Regions from separate parts of the Mus musculus genome. Here all the other regions are linked to region 1. Evidence: chromatin contacts called from public HiChIP or PLAC-seq data. All regions are on one chromosome and are shown on one strand. The core of a region is the stretch at or near the end of the contact, and the rest is flanking DNA. Distances in the headings are between cores, read along the strand shown.

Evidence for each region. HiChIP or PLAC-seq counts read pairs in DNA pulled down with a chosen protein or histone mark.
Region 2: a contact with region 1 is called in an H3K4me3 HiChIP or PLAC-seq map of bone marrow-derived macrophages, with 3 times the contacts expected there. The contact joins two enhancer-like sites. A contact is called at or near these places in 6 of 39 promoter capture datasets (cranial neural crest, frontonasal cranial neural crest, hippocampal neurons and 3 more) and 1 of 115 datasets of contacts at active chromatin or transcription factors (bone marrow-derived macrophages).
Region 3: a contact with region 1 is called in an HNF4G HiChIP or PLAC-seq map of pancreatic cancer cells. The contact joins two enhancer-like sites. A contact is called at or near these places in 1 of 39 promoter capture datasets (pre-B cells), 1 of 15 datasets of contacts at CTCF or cohesin (embryonic stem cells) and 1 of 115 datasets of contacts at active chromatin or transcription factors (pancreatic cancer cells).
Region 4: an HNF4G HiChIP or PLAC-seq map of pancreatic cancer cells shows a contact between it and region 1. The contact joins two enhancer-like sites. A contact is called at or near these places in 1 of 39 promoter capture datasets (liver), 3 of 115 datasets of contacts at active chromatin or transcription factors (CD8 T cells, embryonic stem cells and pancreatic cancer cells) and 2 of 9 other capture datasets (adipose tissue and liver).

What each region holds. Positions count from the first base shown.
Region 1 is chr4:139,329,123-139,332,478 of GRCm38.p6, forward strand. No RefSeq gene overlaps it. Among named protein-coding and RNA genes, the nearest start is that of Akr7a5, 20 kb to the left of the region's middle. Within about 2 kb of position 1,704, at least 63 of the 459 cell types and tissues checked have an H3K27ac peak or open chromatin away from gene starts, as enhancers often do. A contact at or near this core is called in adipose tissue, bone marrow-derived macrophages, liver and 1 more, where this site is marked.
Region 2 is chr4:138,855,563-138,858,918 of GRCm38.p6, forward strand. It overlaps a transcript of Pla2g5 not described here. Among named protein-coding and RNA genes, the nearest start is that of Gm32930, 6.2 kb to the right of the region's middle. Within about 2 kb of position 1,584, at least 21 of the 459 cell types and tissues checked have an H3K27ac peak or open chromatin away from gene starts, as enhancers often do. A contact at or near this core is called in bone marrow-derived macrophages, where this site is marked.
Region 3 is chr4:139,686,534-139,689,889 of GRCm38.p6, forward strand. No RefSeq gene overlaps it. Among named protein-coding and RNA genes, the nearest start is that of Tas1r2, 35 kb to the left of the region's middle. Within about 2 kb of position 1,603, at least 14 of the 459 cell types and tissues checked have an H3K27ac peak or open chromatin away from gene starts, as enhancers often do. A contact at or near this core is called in pancreatic cancer cells, where this site is marked.
Region 4 is chr4:139,586,047-139,589,402 of GRCm38.p6, forward strand. All of the region lies in intron 1 of Iffo2 (intermediate filament family orphan 2), which reads left to right. Among named protein-coding and RNA genes, the nearest start is that of Iffo2, 13 kb to the left of the region's middle. Within about 2 kb of position 1,540, at least 65 of the 459 cell types and tissues checked have an H3K27ac peak or open chromatin away from gene starts, as enhancers often do. A contact at or near this core is called in adipose tissue, liver and pancreatic cancer cells, where this site is marked.

The DNA.
Region 1 (3,356 bases), core at 454-2,953:
GGGTTTATGTCTCAGAGTCTCTTGTGCAAAAGTTTGGAGGCACAATGATGTTTTTAAAGGCAAACCCCACAAAGACTATAATTTACTTAGGAGTTCAATAAGGGTCAGAGTAACCTTGAAACACTCATTTCAGGAAGACCATAGTAACTTTTTTTCATATTATTTCAGACATTAAGTGACTGTTGTTGTTGTTGTTGTTGTTGTTGCTGTGGTTGTTGTTATTGTTTTACTTATAACTTCCTGAGTTAATGTTAAGTTTCAGAAAATAATTATTTTGATCAATACATCTGGACTATGGTCAATGTCATAGAAAGTCCAAATGTGTTGCTAGGCAACATCACTATTAAGCAGGTAGAGGGTGAGAACCTTCTAAACCTTAGGTTCTCGTGGATCACCACCCCTTTGGGGATGTTAAAGGACCTTTCACAGAGGTCACATATAGATATCCTGCATATCAGATATTTGCATTATATTCAGTAGCAAAATTACAGTTATGGAGTAGCAACAAAAATAAATTGAGGGTTGGGGTCACCACAACATTAGGAAGGGTGAGGACCACTGGTCTAAGCAAACACAAAATGGAATCAGGAAAAGAGGGTGTTACCTTACTCACTGGGTCCTTAACCCAGGACTAGGCAAGCATCCAATCAGCTAAGCTATAATCCAAACCCTATTTTGACATTTGAAACAGTCTTGTTCTATGGGCTTGGCAGACCTGTTGTTCCTATGTTGTCCAGGACAGCCTTGAACTTGCGTTGATTCTCCTGCCCCTGTTTCTGGAGTGCCGGAATCACAGGGGTAGACCACCACACCATGTGCTATTTGGTCGGTGCTGGTCTACTGCTTGCTATATAATCCCGCTGACTTTTGACTGCTGGCAAACTTCCTGCCTCAGCCTCCAGAGTGCAGGGATTACAAGCAAGAACGGCCGCCCTGACTTCAACTGTCTTTTTAAAGGGTTATGGTGAGAAAATCTTGTCCATTTATCCCCACGTCCCAATTTGTTACAGTCTTCATTTGGTGTAAATTCTAAGTCCCTACTGCATAAATGTTCTCAAAGATGCCTGGAGTGAACATTTGCTACTTGAGATTCGCTCCACCCTCGATTCTCTGAACAGTCTAAACTGCCTGAGAGTTTGAGGGAAACTTCTCCTGGATTAGTAAATCAGGGCTGACAGACCTTCTTTGCTGTCCTTCCACAGGGACCCTTACTAGAGCTCCCAGCAAACCTCAATTCATTGACAGCTCCCCCGCCAAAAAAACAAAAACAAAAACAAAACAAAAAACAAGCTGGGCATGGTGGCGCATGCCTTTAATCCCAGCACTCGGGAGGCAGAGGCAGGCGGATTTCTGAGTTCGAGGCCAGCCTGGTCTACAGAGTGAGTTCCAGGACAGCCAGAGCTACACAGAGAAACCCTGTCTCAAAAAAAAAACAAAAAACAAAAAAACAAAACAAAAAAACAGAGACAGCTCTCCAGGATTCACCCACCTGCTAAACTCCTTCTAGGAGGGTACAGAGAGCCCAGGGCAGCTCATGAATGGGCCAGAGAGAGGCAGGAAGCTAGAGGTGTCTGCAACTTCCGACCTAGCTCATGAGACCTGCCACTGACCTCCAGGTGGCACTGTTGTAGAGTTCTCAGCTCTACAGAAGTTTTGTGCACAGGCCCACACTTTCCTGCCCTTTCTCCGCTAGCCCCGCCTCCTGTGGGAGTGGTCACGGAAGGCTATTTTATGCAGAGACGATCCAAGGTGTCCTGGGGTTTGAGCTGGGCTGCAGCAGCTCCAAAGGTAACGGTCTTGCCTATCACCCACCCGCAATGAGCAGAGTTGATTCTTCCCCGGTACAGCTTCTTCCGGCTCCTGGGGCTGTGATCGCACCTTGTCCTCCCAAGAGCTCCGAGAACCACAAGCTCCTCAGGCTGACTTTACACAACTCTGCGGTTTCCACCCTTCCAGAAAAGTGGCCCAGGACCCTCTCACAATAGACCAACCCTGGCTCCGCCAAATTCCATGTGGCCAGCCTATGTCTAGGGCATTGAGAACACTGGGAATCTCGAACTGTGTAGACTCTCCCGAACTAGTGCCTAGCAGGTGCGTGCCTCTGAACCCTCATCTGATGGGTTTCCTGTTTTGCAGTCAGCAGAACCCCAGAAAGACTTTGGACCAAGCAGTCGATCTGCCTTCTTATTGCAGCCGGGCTCAGGGTCTTGGATTTTTCTCCCAAGTTCTGGGTGCCTGTTGGTTTAGCAGTGGTTTCAGCTTCACCAAGGAGTATCCCCACAACTGGCATTGGAAGTGGGATGATGTAGCCTATGGGAGTCTCTTCATCTGCCACGACTGGCCTAGTAACGGTGCTTGAGAGACAAGAAGGGAATTTGGTTCAACACAGCAGTAACAGACATTGTTGCTTTAAATGTTGCCAGTCATACTTGGAGTTGTTTGTTTTAGGCATATTTAAGCACCGTTTGGTTAAAACTTTCCTACTGACCTCTCAAACTCCACCTTAGGGAGAGGCAGCCTTGTACAGGAATAAAAAGCTTGCTTTACTAATTAGTTGCTTTAATACACTTGGCCCTGATGACTTTGGTCCTTCTCTTCCATCTTTGGGATTAATAAAACAACTTGCAGGAACCAGGTGAGTCCTTTCACCTTGTGGGCTCTGACCTAGTGAGTGGGTCATGTTTGGCAGCAAGCATGCCCGGTACCTGAGGAACCCAGAAAAGGGTGTCAGATCCTCTTAAGTCTGGAGTGCCAGATGGCTGGGAGCTACCATGTGGGTACTGGGATCGAACCCAGGTCCTCTAGAAGAGCAGCTAGTGCTTGTAACCACTAAACCATACCTCCAGCTCCATAATGTAATGTTCTTAAAGAAGGAAAACGTCCACATTAATAGTTCTTTAAACCTACTCCCTTCTAGGTTCCTAGTGATCCCCTGACAGCCTTTGGACTGCTAGCAAGACTTTCTAAGTGTAGGAAGTTCCTCTCATCCATCTGTCCATTCGTTTATCCATCCATCTATCCATCCATCCATCCACCCACCCACTGATCCATCTGTCCATTCATCCATGCATCCATCCATCTATCATTCAACCATTCACCTGGGCTTCTCAGCAGGGGGAGAGAGAGGAGTAGGGACTCACACTGACAGCCCAGCCCTAGCTCGTTTTCACGAACAGAGTCTGTAGTTGGCCCCGACTTTCCTCTTCACAGGCCCTTAGCGAAGCCTTCCTGTCTCTGTCCCCAGTTCCTTTGGCACCTTCCTCCCCCTGTGATCAGAACTGCCCATCATCCATAGTGCACTCAGCGTCGTCTTTCAAAACACCTTATGGTGACCATAGAGCTCTGGACTACAGCCC
Region 2 (3,356 bases), core at 334-2,833, 470 kb before region 1:
CTTCTCCTGGGAGGTCCCCGGGAACTCACAGATGCCCACCTTCCCTCTGCATCCTCCCACTCTCCGCCCTCTGTGTCCCCTCTCTTCACAGGATGACAGCAGCTACGTAGGTAGAGGCTCACCCTAATGGCCTCATTTTAACTCATCACTATTTAAATCCCTGACCTCCAAACATAGTCATGTGGTTTTTGAGACAAGATCTCAAGGAACTCAGGCTGCCCTCAAAGTTGCTATATAGGCAAGGTCAGCCTTGAACCTTGAACCCTGATCCTCCTGCCTCCACCTCCCAGTTTCTGGGATCTCGTGGGCATAGTCACATTCTGAAACAGTAGAGGTGAGGACTTGAACATATAAATTGGAAGGTGTGTACAATTAAACCCTTAACACAGAGAAAGGCTCTATGTCGAGAATATTCATCTTGTGTTAGTTTGCCTGCTTAGGAATTGCCTGTACAAAATAACACACCAGGAGGAGGCTTCTCACACCTGCATTCTTCCATTTGGTGTAAAGAAATCAATTCATGTTCTATACAGATCAGGAATGTGTTCTTTATGTTGGTTTTAAAATGTATTTATTTCATGTGCATGGTGCCTTGCTTGCACGTTATGTATGTGCACCACATGCATACCTGGTGGCCAAGGAATCCAGAAGAGGGTGTCAGGCCCCCTGCAGGGAGCTGTGAGCCACCGTGTGGCCTGGAAATTGAACCCTGGTTCTCTAGAAGAACAGCCAGTTCTTAACCACTGAGCTATCCGTCTCTCCAGCTGTCTATATGTTTTTAATTCTATAAATTATGAAAATAATAATTAGTTAAGTTAATACTTGGTTATGGTACTAATACTGTAATAGTATATCAGTTACTTTGTTATTACTGCGATAAAACATCACGGCTGATAGTAATTTAAGAATGAAAGACTTTACTTGGATTTACAGTTCCAGAGGGAAAAAGTCCATTGTGGCAGGAAAGACGCACAGGAAGGAGGGAGGGAGGGAGGGAGAGAAAGAGAGGAAGAACAGGAAGAGGGGTGAGGCTCTCAGCCTCCAACGCCTGTCGTCAGTGACACACTGCTTCCAGCTAGGCTGCAGCTCCCAAACACCACCAACAGGGGGACCAAGTGTTCACAGCACAAGCCTATCGAAGCCTATTACTCATTCCAGCCACCAGAGGGAGTATGGCGTGTACTTAGTGAGCGTGTGAGTGTATTTTATGGAAGTGAAAAGGTCCCTTGGTACTGGGGAACGAGCTTTTTGCCCAGGAGTTGGGGTGGCTGTACAATGTCTTTGTGTTGTTTCCATGTCTCTGAGACAGACTGCCTGACATGCACATCTTAAAGCAGGAAAGATTTCCATGGGCTCGCAGTTTTGGAGGGTTTGAGTCCCTCTCGGATGGAAATCTCAGATCACAAGGGCAGGAGTGTAAGGTGAATGAAGGCTGCTCATACCACAGCAGACCAGGAAGCAAAGAGAGAAGCGGGAGCTCGGGATGGGAGTGGGTGGGCTCCACCTTCAAAGCCCTGCCCCTCGTGGCTTCTTTCAGCCAACTAGCTCTTACCTCCTAAAAAGATCCCAAGCCAAACCGCAGCACCAACTGAAGAAAACATTCAAAACAGGAGCCCATGGGTGGCCCACAGTCAAACAGTCCTAGTATAGGTGTTGGTGTTGTCATGGAAACAGCAAGGCACCATCCCTGTCAGGATCTGAGGCTGCCTCCTAGCAGAAGTCATCATTTATGGGGCTGGTGAGATGGCTTAGTGGTTTAAGAGCACTGACTGCTCTTCCAAAGGTCCTGAGTTCAAATCCCAGCAACCACATGGTGGCTCACAACCAACCGTAATGAGATCTAACGCCCTCTTCTGGAGTGTCTGAAGACAGTGTACTTACATATAAGTAAATCTTTAAAAAAAAAAAAAATCCGCCTGGTCAGTATCAATCCTGGATACATTGTGGATTTGTAAAAGAAACCAGAGCTTCTCCTCTGGTTGGATAAGACCCCAACATGGGGAGGACACCCTGCTTGAATCAGAGGAGCCCCAGTATGAGATAGAAAGACCCTTACATCCCAACTATGAGTTCTATCATCGGGCACCCTAATTATTTGTCTCAGACTAAAAGTCTCCCTCACCCCCACTCACAACAGAACTTCCTCAAAAATAAGTATCTTCCTTCACCACCAGGCCTCCCCCGTCTCCTCCCAAGCTCAGCATCCTGACACCATCACACCCAACCGCAAACCCACAAACCCCAAGGCTTCCGTGGACTCAGACCTAGGAGCCAGGTCCCCGTATGATCCCGCCGGAGCCCGCAGTAACTTCCCACAGTCTCTTGCCAAGTTAAATGGCGTGTCCCCAAGAGTCTGCAGCTGTACTGTGGGGGCTTGAAGTGTGTTTGATCCCTGCTCGTTGGTGCTCTGTGGCTCTGGAGAGATCCAGAAACAAAGTCCTCTTAGGTTATACGGGGGAGGGGAGATGGCTCACTCAGTAAAAAGGAAAAAAAAAAAACCTTGCTGAACAAGCTGGAGGACAGACCCTAAGGCAAAAGATAGAGGCTGAGCTGTGGCAGCTACCTTCTCAAGCGTTGATCTGGTGCTCAAAGATGACCGTCTGTTTGCCCGTGAGCGTCTGCCTATGCAGTACTTGATCATCTGGGCTAAGTGTGTTTTGGTATTAGTTTCCCATGTAACTAAATTAACTATTAAAAAAAGGGCATAGCTGATGGGGGGGGGGGGCGGGGATCCAATGTGGTGACACCTGCCTGTAATTCCAGTCCAGGTCAGTGAAAGAGTCTGTCTCACAAGGAAGGTGGAGAGGGGGCCGAGGTGTGACCCTGACATCTCTGACCTCTACATGCATTCACACACATGTGTACTGACATCCACATGCAGACTGGGCTACATGTAAACTTGTACACGCGCGGGCACACACACACATCACTGGATACAATTTGTAGAATGTACACCAAGCTTGGTGCATCTCTCCTAGCTCGTAGCAAACGTCAGACTAAGGTGATAACATGAGAGTCCTGGCAGAGATGTTCTTGCCTCATGGAAGACAGTGTGTGAACTGGAAGACCGTCTGTGCCTCTGCAGTCAGCCTGCTTCGCGAGCCACCTGCTGCTGAGTGACAGCCGAGCTTACACAAGGCGGTCTCTCTGTGGGTAGAGGAGTTTGCCATTCGGGGAAACTTGAGTCTGTGTTCCCCCGGCCGTGCTCACTTGTATTTGGCTCAGAAGATGCCATTTATGCCGGCCAACACCTGGATCTCTTGATGGTCTCCTAACCTAATCGTAGTCATGGAGACCATAAACCCAAACAGCTAACTTGCTGGTCCCCTTTCCAATGACATTTTAGACATCTAGCA
Region 3 (3,356 bases), core at 353-2,852, 360 kb after region 1:
GTATGTGTGTTGTGTTGAGTGGTGTGTGTGTGTGAGTATGAGTGTGTGTGCTGCCTGGGGTGAGAAACATCAGCAGAAATGGTCCATATCTGATTTGAGCCTGAACGATCCTAAGATGCAAGCCCAGCTTGGTGGCACATGCCTCTCAGCCTGCCAGTCAGGAGGCTAAGGCGGGAGGGTCCTGAGTTCAAGCTCAGCACCCGCACAGAGGGAGATGCTATCTCAGAAAAGGAAGCAAACAAACAAAGGGCCTGGATGTAGTTACGAGAATATTCGGGGGTGGGGAGAGGGTCTGGTGGTTCTGCGGATGATGTCCAGCGTGTAGCAGGCATTATGAAAAGCAGCATAGTTTTTAGCCTAGACAGCTTGGCCACGTAGAGAAGAGAGTTTGTACTGAGTCCCTGTACAAGGCCCCTCGGGCCTGTCCCTTCTGTGTATTCCTGCCCCCAGTCTCCTTTGCCACTGCAGTGCTTGGCAGGGCTTGTCTCAAGTATAGAACCTCTGTCCAGGCTAAAGGCTGAAAGCCCAGGTCTCCTCTTATAAACTAGATGACATCAATCAAAATGTGTTTCTGAACACCTTCATTTCCCTCTCTGTGACACAGGAGAAGGCTGCTTCTCAGAGCCTGACAGGCGATGGGGCGGTAGTGGGGACTCGTGGGATGTGCACAGCCCAGGACAGGCCATCAGGGCTGTGTGCACTGACCATTGGGCTGCACTGACCCTGCGCAGACCCTTGCCTTTCTGAACTGTGGTGTCTCCTGGCCTAGAGTCCCCAGGGTGGTGCGAGCTCATGGGATATGAGAAGTGCCTGAAGAGGGCGGGTAGAATGTCTTCCCACCTGCTCCACAGAGAAGTGGCTTCAGTGGACAGCGACAAGGCAGGGAGGGTGCCAGGGTTAGCACAAGGCTACCTACTCCAACACCACATCTTTTCTTCTCCAGCTCCCTCTTTCCAAGCTGCTTTAGAAACTTCCCAGCATTCCTTGTTGTCTCCTCTGCACATTAGAATGTGAATTGAAGCAACCTTGCATTTCTGGTGTATCTTCCCTGCCCTCCCCCACCCCACCTCCTATGCCCTCCTGTCCTCTGAGGGACACATGGACAAGACCAGGAACACCCAGGGCTGTTGCAATGTTGTGATGAAGGGGGCCTGTCACTTACAGTGTGTGGTGATAGCCTTGCGGCGGCAGTGGCCACTGCTGTGGGTAATATAGGTTCAGGAGACAGCAGGGCCTTTGGTGCTTTCTTTGCTGCAGGAAGAGTTGACTGTGACAAGGACCATTGATGACATGCGTTGACAGAGTTTAGGGATTCCATCTGTCAGGCCACGCCCAGCTGCCCGCCACTGTGGGCTTTTTTTCTTCTTCCATTTCTTCCCTCTCCCCAACCCTCTGTCTTTCTTCCTTCCTTCCTTGGGGGGGGGGGTCTCATGCATCCCAGGCTAGCCCCAAACTTACCATGACCTTGAACTTGTGATCTCCTTGCCTCTGCCTCCCTCTGGAGTGTTGTGAGTATGCACGTCAGCCACCCCATGCAGTGCTGGGGGCAGGACCCAGGGCCCCGTGAATGCATGCCGGACAAGCGCTCTACCAACCACACTAGGGAAATAGATGCCCAACTCTCAGCCTCTGCTTTGAGTCACCAAATATTTGAGCAAATACGGGTCTAAAAGGAACTGTGAATAAAGAATTCACACACAGAGAGTTAAACAAAGAGGCCTGTGGTCAGGCGTGGTCTGTATTTAACCAAGAACAATGTCATGAGCCTGTGGAGGGAGGCACGAAGGGCCGAGTACTCAGAAAGGTGCCAAGGGTGGGTGGGGGCCTCTGGGTGATTCTGTTCCCAATCAGGATCAGTGGGCTCAGCGTGGACGTCCTAAGATATGACCTGGCTTCACAAGATAAATCTGTCTTAGGTCTCAGTTCCTGGTCTAACCTCAGCTCACCGGACTTTCTGTATGTCCCTGGACTGGCTCCACCCCAAGAAACACCCAAGGCCTCCCCCCCCCCGCCCCTCCCGGCCTCTAAGCCTTTTGATTCCTTCCTGCTGTTTAGGTGAGTCCAGAGAGTAATTCTGGACAGTCCATAGCAAGTAGGTGGAAGCCTCTCAGAGGGCACCTGGGAGGTAGGAGGCTGGCATGTGTCACCGAGGGATGAGGTATATTTCAGGACATTTCCTGATTACCTGCTCTCCTTTCCACCTTCCTGTTTGCACCTGCCTCCCACCTGGGCCTGTTACAGTGCACCTGCCTCCCACCTGGGCCTGTTACAGTGCACCTGCTTCCCACCTGGGCCTGTTACAGTACACCTGCCTCCCACCTGGGCCTGTTACAGTGCACCTGCCTCCCACCTGAGCCTTTTACACTGCACCTGCCTGCCACCTGGGCCTTTTACACTGCACCTGCCTCCCACCTGGGCCTGTTACACTGCACCTGCCTCCCATCTGGGCCTGTTACAGTGCACCTGCCTCCCACCTGAGCCTTTTACACTGCACCTGCCTGCCACCTGGGCCTGTTACAGTGCACCTGCCTCCCACCTGGGCCTGTTACACTGCACCTGCCTGCCACCTGGGCCTGTTACAGTGCACCTGCCTCCCACCTGGGCCTGTTACAGTGCTCCTGCCTCACACCTGGGCCCACATCATGGCTGGCTGAGGGCATGGAGCTCCAACAAGACATATCCACTTTGCAGCCTCTGCACCAGTGCTTCCCATTCTGATATCCATGTGCAGAAAGTGGGTGGCGAACAGAGAGGGAACTGCCTTCTCCAAAGTCACACAGCTACCGGAGGCAGAGAGACAGTTCTGGAAAGACAAGGAAGGAAGTTTGCTATGTGACCCCAACCATAACTGGGGTTGACCTTAATGGAGTAGCCACAAACTGAGCAGCTGGGGGCAGGGAAATGGGGAGAAAATGAGCCATTGTAAGCAGACACACCAGTGACTTTAAGCCTGTTCACTTCGCAGCCAGAAGTCCTGGGTTTGAATCCCAGCCATGCCGCATGGTAGTTGTGTGACCTTGGGCTACCTGTTCACCCTCACTGAGCCTCAGCTTCCTGTCTGCAGAATGGAGTTGATGACGGAGGATTTAGAGAGTGAGAGCGTGTGTAAGGGTGGCTCCTGTGAGGTGCCCTCTGTCCCTTGTATCAGACTGTTGTAGTGGGTGTGACCTTGCTTTGCAGGCAAAGGAAGGAAAGAGAGGAGGGAAGGCCATCCAGCGGGGTGGTTTGTGCCCAGCCTGGCTGGCTCCATGCCTGCCCAGCCGTCTTGGCAGGGGAGTGAGGAGGGGATTGGAGGTCTGTGTGTGTTGGGGGGAAGCAGCCAGCCTGACATAAGGCCCTCAAGAATGTAATGTGCT
Region 4 (3,356 bases), core at 290-2,789, 260 kb after region 1:
GATGTCTGCGTCTATTCCCACAGTCCACGCTGCTCCAGGCGCTCTTCGGGGTCTTGTCATTCACCTCCTCCCTCTCTTGCCATCCCCAGAGCAGAGGGGTGGTGCCTGCTGTCTTTTAAGTTAGGGTCTTACATAGCCGTGGTGGCAATGAACTCTGACAATAACCAATGACCTTGAACTATTGATCTGCTCTGGGGCTGAGATTGCAGGTATGTACCACCATATCTGGTCTATGCGTTGCTGGGGATCGAACCCAGGTCCTCATGCATGTTGGGCAGATACTCTACCAACTGAGTCACATCCCTAGTGGGCCTTGGTGCCTGCTATCTTTTGAGAAAGACCAGAGAGTTGGTTTTCAGAGTTTCCTCTTTGCCCCACTTGTGTCCCTATGGAAACACAGCTACCTCGAGGTCACACAGGGAGGGGCTGGACCCAGAGCTCCCTCGAAGGCCATGAGATAAGGCTCGGGGAAGCTAATGTAAGCTTGAAGGTGGAGGTTCAAAACCACTGGGCAGATGGAGGCATTGATGGGATATGTGTGGATGAGGGGATCAAGGCTGGGAGGAAGAGGGGTATCATGGCCTCCCTGGGCCTTTGGGCAGATGAATGTCCAGGTTGATGGCTCTGCTGGTGGGACTCTCACTCCATCCACAGAAGAGACATGGAAGGTCACCCACATGGCTCATCGGCACTGAATCAGACTTGGCCTCACTTTGGGGTCTTAGGCTATTGACACTGTCCTGATCGTCCAATCACACGCATAGTGACATTGCTTTTCTGTGCCTTGGTTTCCTTTAGAATGAAGTCAGGTGGAGAGACCAACAGGACCCCTAGGCCAGGGTAGGCACCAGAGTTGTGGCTTGGGATGCTGGTTGAACTTTCTGACCCTACAAAGTCATTTTCCCGGAGCCCCCTCTTTCTGCCTGGGGTGTGCCCAGTGGGGGTGCTTTTGCGTTTGTACCCACCTCCCTCTGAATATCTTACTTTTCTTGGCAGTTGGGATACAAGTGTCTTTAAAGACAACATACTGAAAGTGTCAGGACTTACTTGGTCGGGGCAGCGGAGGTCTGAGCTCTGCAGACCGTGACCCAAGTTCACCTGGTGCCAAGTTCAAGGCCCTCCAACTTGCCGGCGGTCCTTCCCCAGCCTTAGGGCACAGTTAAACTGTGGGGACTTAGAGACACTGCTCTCACATGTCTTCTTTGGGGTCCCATGAGTTGGTCTTTCACGCAGAGTGGGAGCCCCGACTTAGACTCGAACCACTGGGGTTCACCTCATGCCCCTTCACCCTGGCAGCCTCTGTCTTTCTGTCTGAGAAGTGGGGATGTCACCTTGGACATAGGTTGTCACAGGGTTCTGTGACAGAATGTGTGACAGATGCCAAGCGGTGCTGGCCCTTAGCAATACTCTGTCCTTGGCCCTCCCCAGCCCCCACATGGTGGGAACTGGCCTACTTCCTCCCATTCCCAAGGCAGAGCAGCCTTTTGTGTTCTGACATTTCCTCTCCTTAGTGTGGCCGGTGACGAAGAGGTCATGGCCTTCCTACTCTCCAGGACTCTGTCTACAGGGTGACCAGGCAAGAGGGCATGGCTTGGCATTCAGGGCACAGGCTGTGGCTGCCAGGTGGCAGAAATGGGGGAGTGTCTCTGTCCCTGCCTCCCCTTGGATCTTGGAATGTCTCAGGCCCTTCTCTGTGAGTTGTGGAAGCCGCCCTGTTGGCCCCAGGGCTGGCTCTGAGGGGAGGTGAGCTCCCTGGAGGACTCAGCTCATTTTACCAGGCTGAGAAATGGGCTCATGTTCTTTGCCCTCTCCTTGGGATTGAGAGTCAGGAGTCCAATTACAGGGTTCCATCTGGGCCCCAGGGGACAGGCAGGTGGCCTCCTGGGACCTCATGGAAGGCTTGTCCTGGGCCTTGGCAGAGGGGTGACATTGAACATTGGCTCGGTGTTGTTTTCCAGCGCTGACGTCAGGGCTGCGGTTTAGAGTTTCTTCCCAGACAAAGGCTGCTTTGTAGCTTTGGGTGAGCTGAGCCCAGGACTCTACTCCAGGTGGGAGGCTGGGTGGAAGAGAAGCAGGGCTGGGCACAGGAGCCCTCAGAGGCCTGGCTCCCCTCAGACCCAACACCACTTGGCTTCCCAGGAGCCACCATGTGTCCCTTCGGACAAAGTCTCTTCACCACCATCATGCTACTAGTGTGGGGGAAGCTGGTCTCAACCCATTGCACAGATGGAAAAACTGAGTCTTGGAAATGTAACAAAAATGTAAAAAGAATCCTTTTCTTAGCCAGAGAATAGTAGAGCTGGCAGTGGGCTCGTGGGCTTGAGTGTCCTTAGCTTCAAGGATTCATCTCCCATCAAGCCGAATCTCACCTCCAGCCTTGGCAGTGTGTTTAAAAAAGTTAGGGACCCCAGGAGAAGAACAGTGCAGGCAGAACTTAGCTTTCAGCAGGGACAGGTCTGACTTCCCTTTCTGAGATTCTGGATTTGAGCGTGTGTGACATTGTGTAGGTTTACCCACACGTGTGTACATGTTAGAGAGGGTGGCTGTGGGGGTCTGTAGTCACGGGAAATGATTCCAGGTAAGTAGCCATCCCAGGGCACACTGTCTTAGTCAGGGCTTCTATTCCTGCACAAGCATCATGACCAAGAAGCAAGTTGGGGCGGAAAGGGTTTATTCATCTTACACTTCCACACTGCTGTTCATCACCAAAGGAAGTCAGGACTGGAACTCAAGCAGGTCAGGAAGCAGGAGCTGATGCAGAGGCCATGGAGGGATGTTCTTTACTGGCTTGCCTCCCCTGGCTTGCTCAGCCTGCTTTCTTATAGAACCCAAGACTACCAGCCCAGAGATGGTCCCACCCACAAGGGGCCTTTCCCCCTTGATCACTAATTGAGAAAATGCCTTACAGTTGGATCTCATGGAGGCATTTCTTCAACTGAAGGTCCTTTCTCTGTGATAACTCCAGCCTGTGTCAAGTTGACACACAAAACCATCCAGTACAGACACCTAGGACATTTTTCTCCTCCTTTTCAGGATCCATGTTTTCCATCTTTCTGTCTATTCATCCATTTAACCATCCACTTTTCCACTCACCTATCCATCCATCCACCCATCCATCCACCCATCCATCCATCCATCCATCCATCCACCCATCCATCCACCCATCCATCCATCCATCCACCCACCCATCCATCCACCTATCCACCCACCCATCTACCCACCCATCCACCCACCCATCCATCCATCTTCCTTCCTTCCTTCCTTCCTTCCTTCCTTCCTTCCTTCCTTCCTTCCTTCCTTCCTTCCTTCCTTCCTTCCTTCCTTCCTTCCTTCCTTCTTCTGGACTCCAACAACTC